Linked DNA regions of Lactuca sativa: region 1 is linked to region 2. Evidence: chromatin contacts called from public Hi-C data. All regions are on one chromosome and are shown on one strand. The core of a region is the stretch at or near the end of the contact, and the rest is flanking DNA. Distances in the headings are between cores, read along the strand shown. Region 1 holds the start of LOC111906564 (protein PSK SIMULATOR 1). Region 2 holds the start of LOC111906568 (enolase).

Region 1 (4,580 bases), core at 792-3,291, 160 kb before region 2:
CCTGCATCACCAAGTGTAGGTTTTTGAAACAATCTTTTCTTGGAATCCAATAAAACACAACCCGATCCAACTTGACCCGTGTTTCTTGATTTTACTGCTTTATCTCCAAGATTCGATGCTGACCTCTTAATGTCGCGTTCAAAAGGGTAGACCGATACAAGGGCAGAAATGGAATTACTTCGCGCAAAACAGTTTCCCTTTCCAATATCACTTCCTCCACGTGAGATATGACCCGAGCTTCTTCGCGTTATTCCGAAAACGCCCTTCACCCTATTGACTATTGTTAAAAGCGATCGAACGAGTAGCCTGAGAATGTAATCATACGAGCGAACCCACACGGACATCTCACGTAGATCAGCGACCTCTTCATGTTGCCACGCCACTTTCTTCTGAAATTCGTGTAATTTCATTTGATCCGTGTTGTTTTCTTGCATTATTTTTAAATCGTTTTCAAGCTCATGTAACACTTCTAATTCTTCATACAACTGTGAAGTAACTGCAGTAAATCTCTTCATTTTTTTGACCCGTTTCTCCATTTTCTTCAATCTATACTCCCACCCACACCAATTAACATCAATCTCCATAGGATTATCGAAAATGTGGTCAAGATTATTGTAAATTGGATCCATTGACTTTTTCCCGAGCCTAGCCACGGCTTGAGCCACACACTTGATGTTGTCTAGGATTTCAAGTAGTGCAAGCTCCATGAGGTAATTGTGGTCATCTGAAACGAGCTTCTGAGTTCCAAGTGAGTTACTGAGTTGGTCTTGTAACCAGGTCATTTGTTTATGGGTTAGGAATTGCCATAAATTAGCAACTTTTGTCATTAATCTGGAGACTTCAAATGACATTATCCCGATTAAGGGTCTTTCGGGCTCCAGGATTGTGGGTTTCCGTGAAGATTTCCAGATAGTATTAAACCATGATGACTCCATTGTTTCGATCCCCATGCTTTACAATTGATCTTAGAGAAAATCGTGGTGTATATTCAATTATCCTGCTAAAGAAACAACAAGATTTTCAAGAAACTAATCAATTTTAAAGTTGAAAAGCTAACTCATTTGACCCTTAAAAGATCAAAGAATCGAACTTCATAACACTTTGTACAAATCTTGAAAATTTTGGTATCAAAAGTCAAAACCTCGGTTTAATTCGGCATTTGAAGAGACAAAAAGCTAAGCAAATTGAAAAATTGATAAAATATATTTTCTTCCATCATGCCCATATAAAATTTCATGAAAAAAAAATACAGATTTGGATCATCATGGTTGGTGACATGGTCTAGTTTGAATCAAGAAAACCCACAAACAACTTATAAGCATAAACAAGAAGTGTCGCAACAAATTGATTTACTTCAGCATTTGAGGCAACATAAATTAAACACATCAAGAGAACGCAAAAAATTGTTTCTTTTACCACACCCACATGAAATTTCACAGCAAATCATAGATTTTAGTTGATGGTACAACATATTATCTTGGTTTCCAGGAAGAAAACTCACTAACAAAATAACAATTCGGAAGCAGAAACAAGAAAAAGTCACAACAAATTAAAGCAAGGGAAATTAGAAATTTGAGAAAATGCGAAAGATCGAATCTTATATCGACACCCACTTGAAATTTCACAAGAATCCAAGTATTCGAATCGATTATACAACTAAAGGGGGACTTGAAACAAAAAAACGCAAAGAATTCGTAAGCAGAAACGAGAAACTTCACTACGAATTGTTCTAATTTTGCATTTGAAGCAACAGAAGCTAAACAAATTGAGCAAATGCAGATAATCCTTTCTTCTATCAAGACCCACACGCAATTTCATTACATGTTACAGATTTGAATCGATAATGCAAGGTAAAACCTGGGTGTCGAACAAGAAAACTCACATAGAATTCAGAACCAGAGCTGCGGAGATGTTCGAAGCAACATTGACCTGCGAAGAAGAACCGCAGAGAGACAGGTGGGATGGGTTTCTTTCTGTTGTGAGAGGCGCAACAGAAACGTGAGCTAAAACTGAAAAGGACTCGATATAAATGCGACCCAAATCGGTGGATTCGATGAACTTATCTGTTAACCGGATCTTCAGGGGATATGTTAGCAAACGACGCCGTGTAGAGGCATTATTATGATTTTCAACGTCGATAATATATAAAACAATAATTATTCAATTAAAAGGATGCTATACAAAATCAATGAAATACTTTAAAAAAGTAATAGTTTGTTTATGATATAATAGATTTAAAATATTTTACCTACCATAAAATCAATTCAAATTCATATAAAAGATAATAGTTTCGCTATGATATAATAGATTTGACAAAAACCAACAATTGTATCCATACCATATGATTTTTTAAAACATTTAAACTATTTTCTTTCAATTATAATTGAAATTCCAATCACAAGTTGTAAGATGTTTTTTCCCCTTACGTTTTTGTCCATTTGGATGAAACAAAGACTACTTGGTATATTGTTGTCCTCGATGTTGTAAATTCCGGCCGAATGTTATACAACAATATATTTGTTTTACTATGTCAAAGTTCTAGAAATTAAGAATTTATCATATGTGTTTTTGTCTTTCTTTTGGACCAAAAATTGACTTGTCGGGAATAATGATTTGATTTTACTTATTATAACCATCATTAACCATTTTCTTTTTATTGATCATTTGACTTGGAAAAAAGATTGATATTCGTTTGGACCATTGGGAGTAGGGACTATTGGATGAGCTGTAGAGTTATGTGATACAATTGTATATAAATGATTTTAAGAACCTTAATGAATTTCTATTAATATCCGAATCTATTTGTAAAAATATTTTATAAATCTTTTTAAGCTTCGATTCAGCATAAAGGATTTATTGTTAATATGTCTCATATTAGTGGGATGGTGTTTTATATATCTTTATGTACGTTGAAGTCTTCTAATTCTCAATTTTTTTTTCTCTCTCCTCTCAACTTTTAGTATATACATCAAAACTTGTTTAAAAAAATATGAGTTGGTAGGGATCTATTTCCATATGTTGAAGATTGAAGTGGGAAGAATGGAGTCCTTCCATCCAAGGGTTCTTTTTGGAGAAACAATATTAAACTCAACTTATATATTATGTCTATTTATTATAATTTTTCAAATTAAAGTGCTTTCATATAATTTTATAGAAAGTTATACTTATAATAACAAATCTGCTAATTTTATATAAACTTATACTTAGGTGTTTGTTTATAATGCAATGTGCCCTTGTTTGTGCATCATTTGGTTTGTATTGTTGTGAAATTATTTTTAGTCAGGTTTTAAATGTTATTGTATATGATCATATTTGGTTTTTAGCCATTAGAAAAAGTATTTCAATGAAGTCCTCTTTAAATCTATGTTCAATATTAGTTTATGTTTAAGGTGTATAGCTCGTTTATAAGTTAATTTAATTTCTGAGTTTATTGTAATTTAGCTGTCATTTGTTTTTTAAGAGGTAATATGTATGTAGTCAGACTTCAAAAAAAAAGATAAACCAAATATTTGCGGTCTGCAAGAAAAATGTTTGTTTTTTTTAACGTCTATAATCTATTAAAACAAATTAAAATATAAATAAACTGATTTTTTTTTAAAATTAAAATAGTTTTTCAATACTAAAATTTAAATAATTATATTTTATAACATTGATCAATATTTGTTGCGCTTTAAATGTTAATGACAAAATGAATTGGAATAATATCTTGTATGATCAACATACTTAATATATATGGTTAATTGGTCATATTTATATATGTATTCAGCTAGACCATGTAGCATTTTGCATCGAAATATACAAACCAAAGACAAAAAGAAGTTTTGATTAAATAATTACATATTCCCATTTGCATGCTTTGATCCTTGTCTTTTTGATAAAAATGCCACCAAGACGATTTGACATTTATAGTCTTCTAAAAAACAAACATTCTGTGATAATGTACAAACGTAAATATGTTCCCATATACATATATAAGTTCTCAAAAGATTTTTTCCAAAAAAATAAATAGAAAATAAACACAAAATTAGTGCTCGATGGGAGACAACATAAATAATTTATCATAGCTTAACTAGCATATAAGTTAGCTCTTGATAAACAAGTGGAGATAACTTATAAAGTAAAAATTAGCGTGCCTAACATTAGCAATGAGCATATAGTCGGTCATATATCAGAACCGGTCTGGTCCTAATTCCCCAAATCGATTTTCAGTATTTGGTGTTATTGATACCAGTCCTATTGAATTACTATGCAACAACGACATGACACCGCGAACTAGGAATGAGTGTGGGTCCAAACCCGGAACCATAAAACTCGGGAATCGGTTAACGAGATTTTGCAGGACCAGAAACCGGACTGGTATATAGGAATCGGTTCCAGTTTGGTTCCGGGTAAGGTACCAGATAAAGTAGGTCTAGAACCGGAAAACCCGGAAACATTAAAGTGTGTCAGGTGGAACCGGATAAAGTGAGTCTACAACCGAAAAACCTGGGAAATATGGATATTTTTGGTAATTACTAAGTGGTTGAACTTCAAAAAATTTCAACTTTGATATCCTAACTTCGGCGGACTCTAAGTCATTA
Region 2 (4,448 bases), core at 838-3,337:
TTGATGAAGTTGAGATGGTGTCTTCTTTAGTTGGTTGTGCAACTTTTAAGACTCTTTTTATTTATCTTGGATTGATGGTGGGTGGCTCTATGAATAGACCCCATTCGTGGTATATTGTGGTGCAAAAGATTGAGTCGAGATTATCTAAATGGAAGATCGATACTCTTTCAGTTGGCGGTCGTCTCACTATTCTTAAATCAGTTTTAGGTTCTATACCTAATTTTTATATGTCGTTGCTCAAGGCCCCTTCTGGTATTCTTGTTAATTGGAAGCTTTGAGGAATGCTTTTTTTTAGGCATTAGGAAAGATGAAAGGAAGATTGCTTGGGTGGCTTAGGAGAAGGTGTTGATGGCGAAAATTCATGGTGGTTTGGGAGTGGGTAGTTTTTTTGCTTTGAATAGAGCCTTTCTCTTCAAATGGATATGGAGGTTTCAGTCTTCTCCTGATTCTTTATGGATGCGTGTTATTAAAGCTATTCATGGGGTTCATGGTCTCTTGGATTCTGATATCAGATCTAATCGACACTCAGTTTGGATTGATATTATCCGTGCCTCCTATGCTTTACGTAAGAAAGGTGTTGATTTATTTGGTTATTGCAAGAAATTGATTGGTAATGGCGTTAATAATTTTTTTGGTTGGATGTGTGGGTTAGAGAAACACCTCTTAAAGATCGATTACCGCAGTTATTTTCCCTAGAGAGTAATAAGGAAGTCTTTGTTGCGGTTAAATGCAACAGTAATTTGATTGTTGATTCTTTTCGTCGTTCTTGTTTAGGTGGAGCAAAGTCTGACCAGTTGGTTGGTTTAAATTCCACTCTTTCATCAATTTCTGTTAACTGGGATCGTGATAAATGGGTTTGGGATTTAGATACCTCAGGTAATTATACAGTTTCTTATGCTTGGAATTTGGTGGACTTTGCTACTTTGGGTTCGGGTGGTAATGCTACTAGATGGATGTGTTTGATTCCTATTGAAGTAAATATTTTCTATTGGAAAATGTTTTTGGATAGGTTACCTACAAGACATAATTTATCTTTGAAAGGCTTGGAGATTCAATCGATTTTATGCCCTGTCTATAATGATGGAGTGGAATTAGTTAATCATGTGTTCTTTTCTTGTTTTGTTGCTAATGGAGTCATTCATAGAATCTTGAAGTGGTGGGGTTTGGAGGAGCATGACTTTAACTCTACTATTGATTGGTCTGATTGGTTTGGTAACACCAGAATGTGGAAGAATTTGAAAGATGTTATGGAAGGGATGTTCTTTGTTGCATGGTGGTTTTTATGGATGTTTCGAAATAGGGTTGTTTTTTTGTAAAGATATACCAAAAAAGAGTACTATTTTCAATAGCATTGTTTTTCATTTTTATCTTTGGTATTGTAATAGGTCTAAACTATCTATTGATCGGATGTTGTGGTTTCAAAACTCAACTCTTGTGTTCTTGTAATGGTTTAGACCTTTTTGTGTTAGTTTCTTGCTAGTTTTGTTTTTTAATATATCTTTCTGTCATTACTAAAAAAAATTGGTAGCTAGAATTTGATAGTTAGTAGGTGGAAGTTGTAGTTTTTATTTATATATAAATTTTTGGAAAAAAAATAGTTGTTAGCTTTTAAACGTATAAAATTAATTAAAAACAAGTTAAAATTTTTTAAAAGCTAAAAACTCGTATAAAAGTTATTTAGAGTAGTTATTGAATTTTTAATTTTTAATTTAAAATAAAAGGTAAAAACTATTGTTGTCTAACGAAACATTTTTTTTTTTTCATGTTTTTTATTAAAAACTCTCAAAAGCTATTATAAGTTCTATGTAAAAGACGCCCAAAAACTTTCACTAAATTATCACATAATTAATAAATTAAAATGGGATGAAATAGTTTTTTTATAAAATTTTTTACAAGCCATCAGTAATTTTATAAAACTTAAAAATAACCAACACATGTATAAACTTGAAAATGAAATGAATGTTTCAAAAGTTAAATTTTTTTAGAAAAACCCATAAATAGAAGGATTTGATATTCTTCTATTTCGGAGCGAGTATTATTCTCGCGACTTTTTCATCACGGGAGGTTATAAATTCCTCAACCACCTACAAATACATGGCGTTCACTCACTCACATTTCACACTTCTCCTCCTTATATTTCTCTCTTTCTGCATCTTAATCTCAACGAAGAAGCGAATATGGCCACCATTAAGGAAGTAAAAGCACGACAAATCTTCGACAGCAGAGGCAACCCTACCGTCGAGGTTTGTTTCCCTTCGTAAATCCATTTGGGTTCTTAATCGGGTATTTCACCGTTTTCTTATGAATTAACATCGTTTTGAAATGTCCAATCGCTGATCTCTATTCCAATTATGATTACGGTTTAAGTTAACGTTAGGTTTTTGTTTGAAACAGTTATCGTCGTTTTTATGATTAGTTTTGCTATGAATGAGATTAACTAAAGCGATAACTGAGTAATCGTGGTTTGGTTCCTTTTAGATCAATTTTATTGATATAGCATATGGATCAATGCTCTGATTCTACAAGATTAGTTTTGCTATGAATCGGAGCGTTACATTTTTATACTTTGAGTAGATATTTAAATTTATATCAAATTTTGACGTCAACTGCATATGTCTAATTGTGAAAAAGAAGCATAAGTATATTAATCTACAGATGACGTTCATATTAAATCATAATCTAGAAACGGTGTTTCATATCCTGATTGATCCCTAATTAGTTACTTTTCCTGAAATTCGGATGTTAATATTTCTGTGATATAGGTGGATATTGCACTATCAAATGGTACATGGCACCGAGCTGCTGTTCCCAGTGGGGCATCCACTGGTAAGATCTACCAACTTTTTCTCAAAATGTTTTCCCTGAATCGATCTATGCATATCTTTTTACTTTTTATCATACTTGGTTCAAAGCTGTTTAGTACAGCCCTTTGATATCGTATATCAATGGTGTTGACAGTAGACAATCATGCATTTAATCTGCAAGCAGATATAATGTTTTGCTAGAATTTCAGATGTAATAATAACAAATGCACATTAATTTTGTCTTGTAGGCATCTATGAAGCACTTGAACTAAGAGATGGAGGCTCAGACTACCTTGGAAAAGGTGTTTCCAAGGTAAGATAATACTCTGGAATCTGGATTGATGCTTTTCTTTATTTTTTACACTATAAACTAACTTTTACATTCTATGAGTAGGCTGTTTCCAATGTGAACACCATAATCGGACCTGCTATTGTAGGCAAGGTTTGTTTCATCAATTCACTCTTTCCCCTCAATATCAATTTAAATATCATCATTTGAAGTAGCAACATACATGATCTAAACATATATGTTCAAATTACAGGATCCAACTGATCAAACTGGTATTGACAACTACATGGTTCAAGAACTTGATGGAACTAAAAATGAGTGGGGTTGGTGCAAGCAAAAGGTAATATACTCTCAACTTTCAAATCTTAAATTTATTTATTTATTTTCATATTTATAAATGATCTACTTTCTTGCTTACAGCTTGGAGCAAATGCCATTCTAGCAGTGTCTCTTGCACTCTGCAAAGCAGGTGCTAGTGTCAAAAACATTCCCCTTTACAAGGTAACAAACATTACATTTCCCAAATAAAAAACAATATCTAATATCTGATTTAAAAACTTCTCACAGCATATTGCAAACTTGGCTGGAAACAAGAAACTAGTATTACCAGTACCTGCATTCAATGTCATCAATGGTGGATCACATGCTGGAAACAAGCTTGCTATGCAGGAATTCATGATTCTTCCAACTGGTGCTTCAAGTTTCAAGGAAGCCATGAAAATGGGTGTTGAAGTATACCATAACTTAAAGGTACATTTTTTTTTAAAACATGTTTCTCTATAAACATGTGAATTACACACTAATCTTTACTTGTGTTGACACTTGACATCACAGTCTGTTATCAAGAAGAAATATGGTCAAGATGCAACAAATGTTGGTGATGAAGGTGGATTTGCCCCTAATATTCAAGAAAACAAGGAAGGACTTGAGTTGCTCAAAACAGCCATTGGTCAAGCTGGTTACACTGGAAAAGTTGTGATTGGAATGGATGTTGCTGCATCTGAATTCTATGGAAAAGACAAAACTTATGATCTCAACTTCAAAGAAGAGGTAAGTTTTTTTTTTTTTTTAATCATTCAACACCAGAAATACATTTTGTTTGATTGATTTATTGAATTTGTGTGTGTGTGTATATGAAGAACAACAACGGGTCACAAAAGATTTCAGGAGTACAACTGAAGGATCTTTACAAATCGTTTGTGAGTGAATACCCAATTGTCTCCATTGAAGATCCATTTGATCAAGATGATTGGGAGACATATGCCAAGATGACTGCTGAATGTGGTGACAAAGTACAGATTGTTGGAGATGATCTTTTGGTCACTAACCCAACTGTAAGTTTTCCATAATTCAAT

The links. A called contact is a pair of places that touch in the nucleus more often than the background predicts.
Region 1: a Hi-C map of leaf shows a contact between it and region 2, with 5 times the contacts expected there. The contact joins the promoter of LOC111906564 here to the promoter of LOC111906568 in region 2. A contact is called at or near these places in 3 of 4 Hi-C or Micro-C datasets (leaf and seed).

The regions. Positions count from the first base shown.
Region 1 is chr1:63,148,878-63,153,457 of Lsat_Salinas_v11, reverse strand. LOC111906564 (protein PSK SIMULATOR 1) reads right to left here and starts at 2,041. Exons shown (of 2, transcript XM_023902314.3): 1 at 1,883-2,041; 2 at 1-1,000. The coding sequence starts at 950.
Region 2 is chr1:62,985,853-62,990,300 of Lsat_Salinas_v11, reverse strand. LOC111906568 (enolase) reads left to right here and starts at 2,087. Exons shown (of 12, transcript XM_023902318.3): 1 at 2,087-2,243; 2 at 2,763-2,826; 3 at 3,053-3,117; 4 at 3,199-3,246; 5 at 3,347-3,433; 6 at 3,514-3,594; 7 at 3,661-3,843; 8 at 3,928-4,143; 9 at 4,233-4,427. The coding sequence starts at 2,178.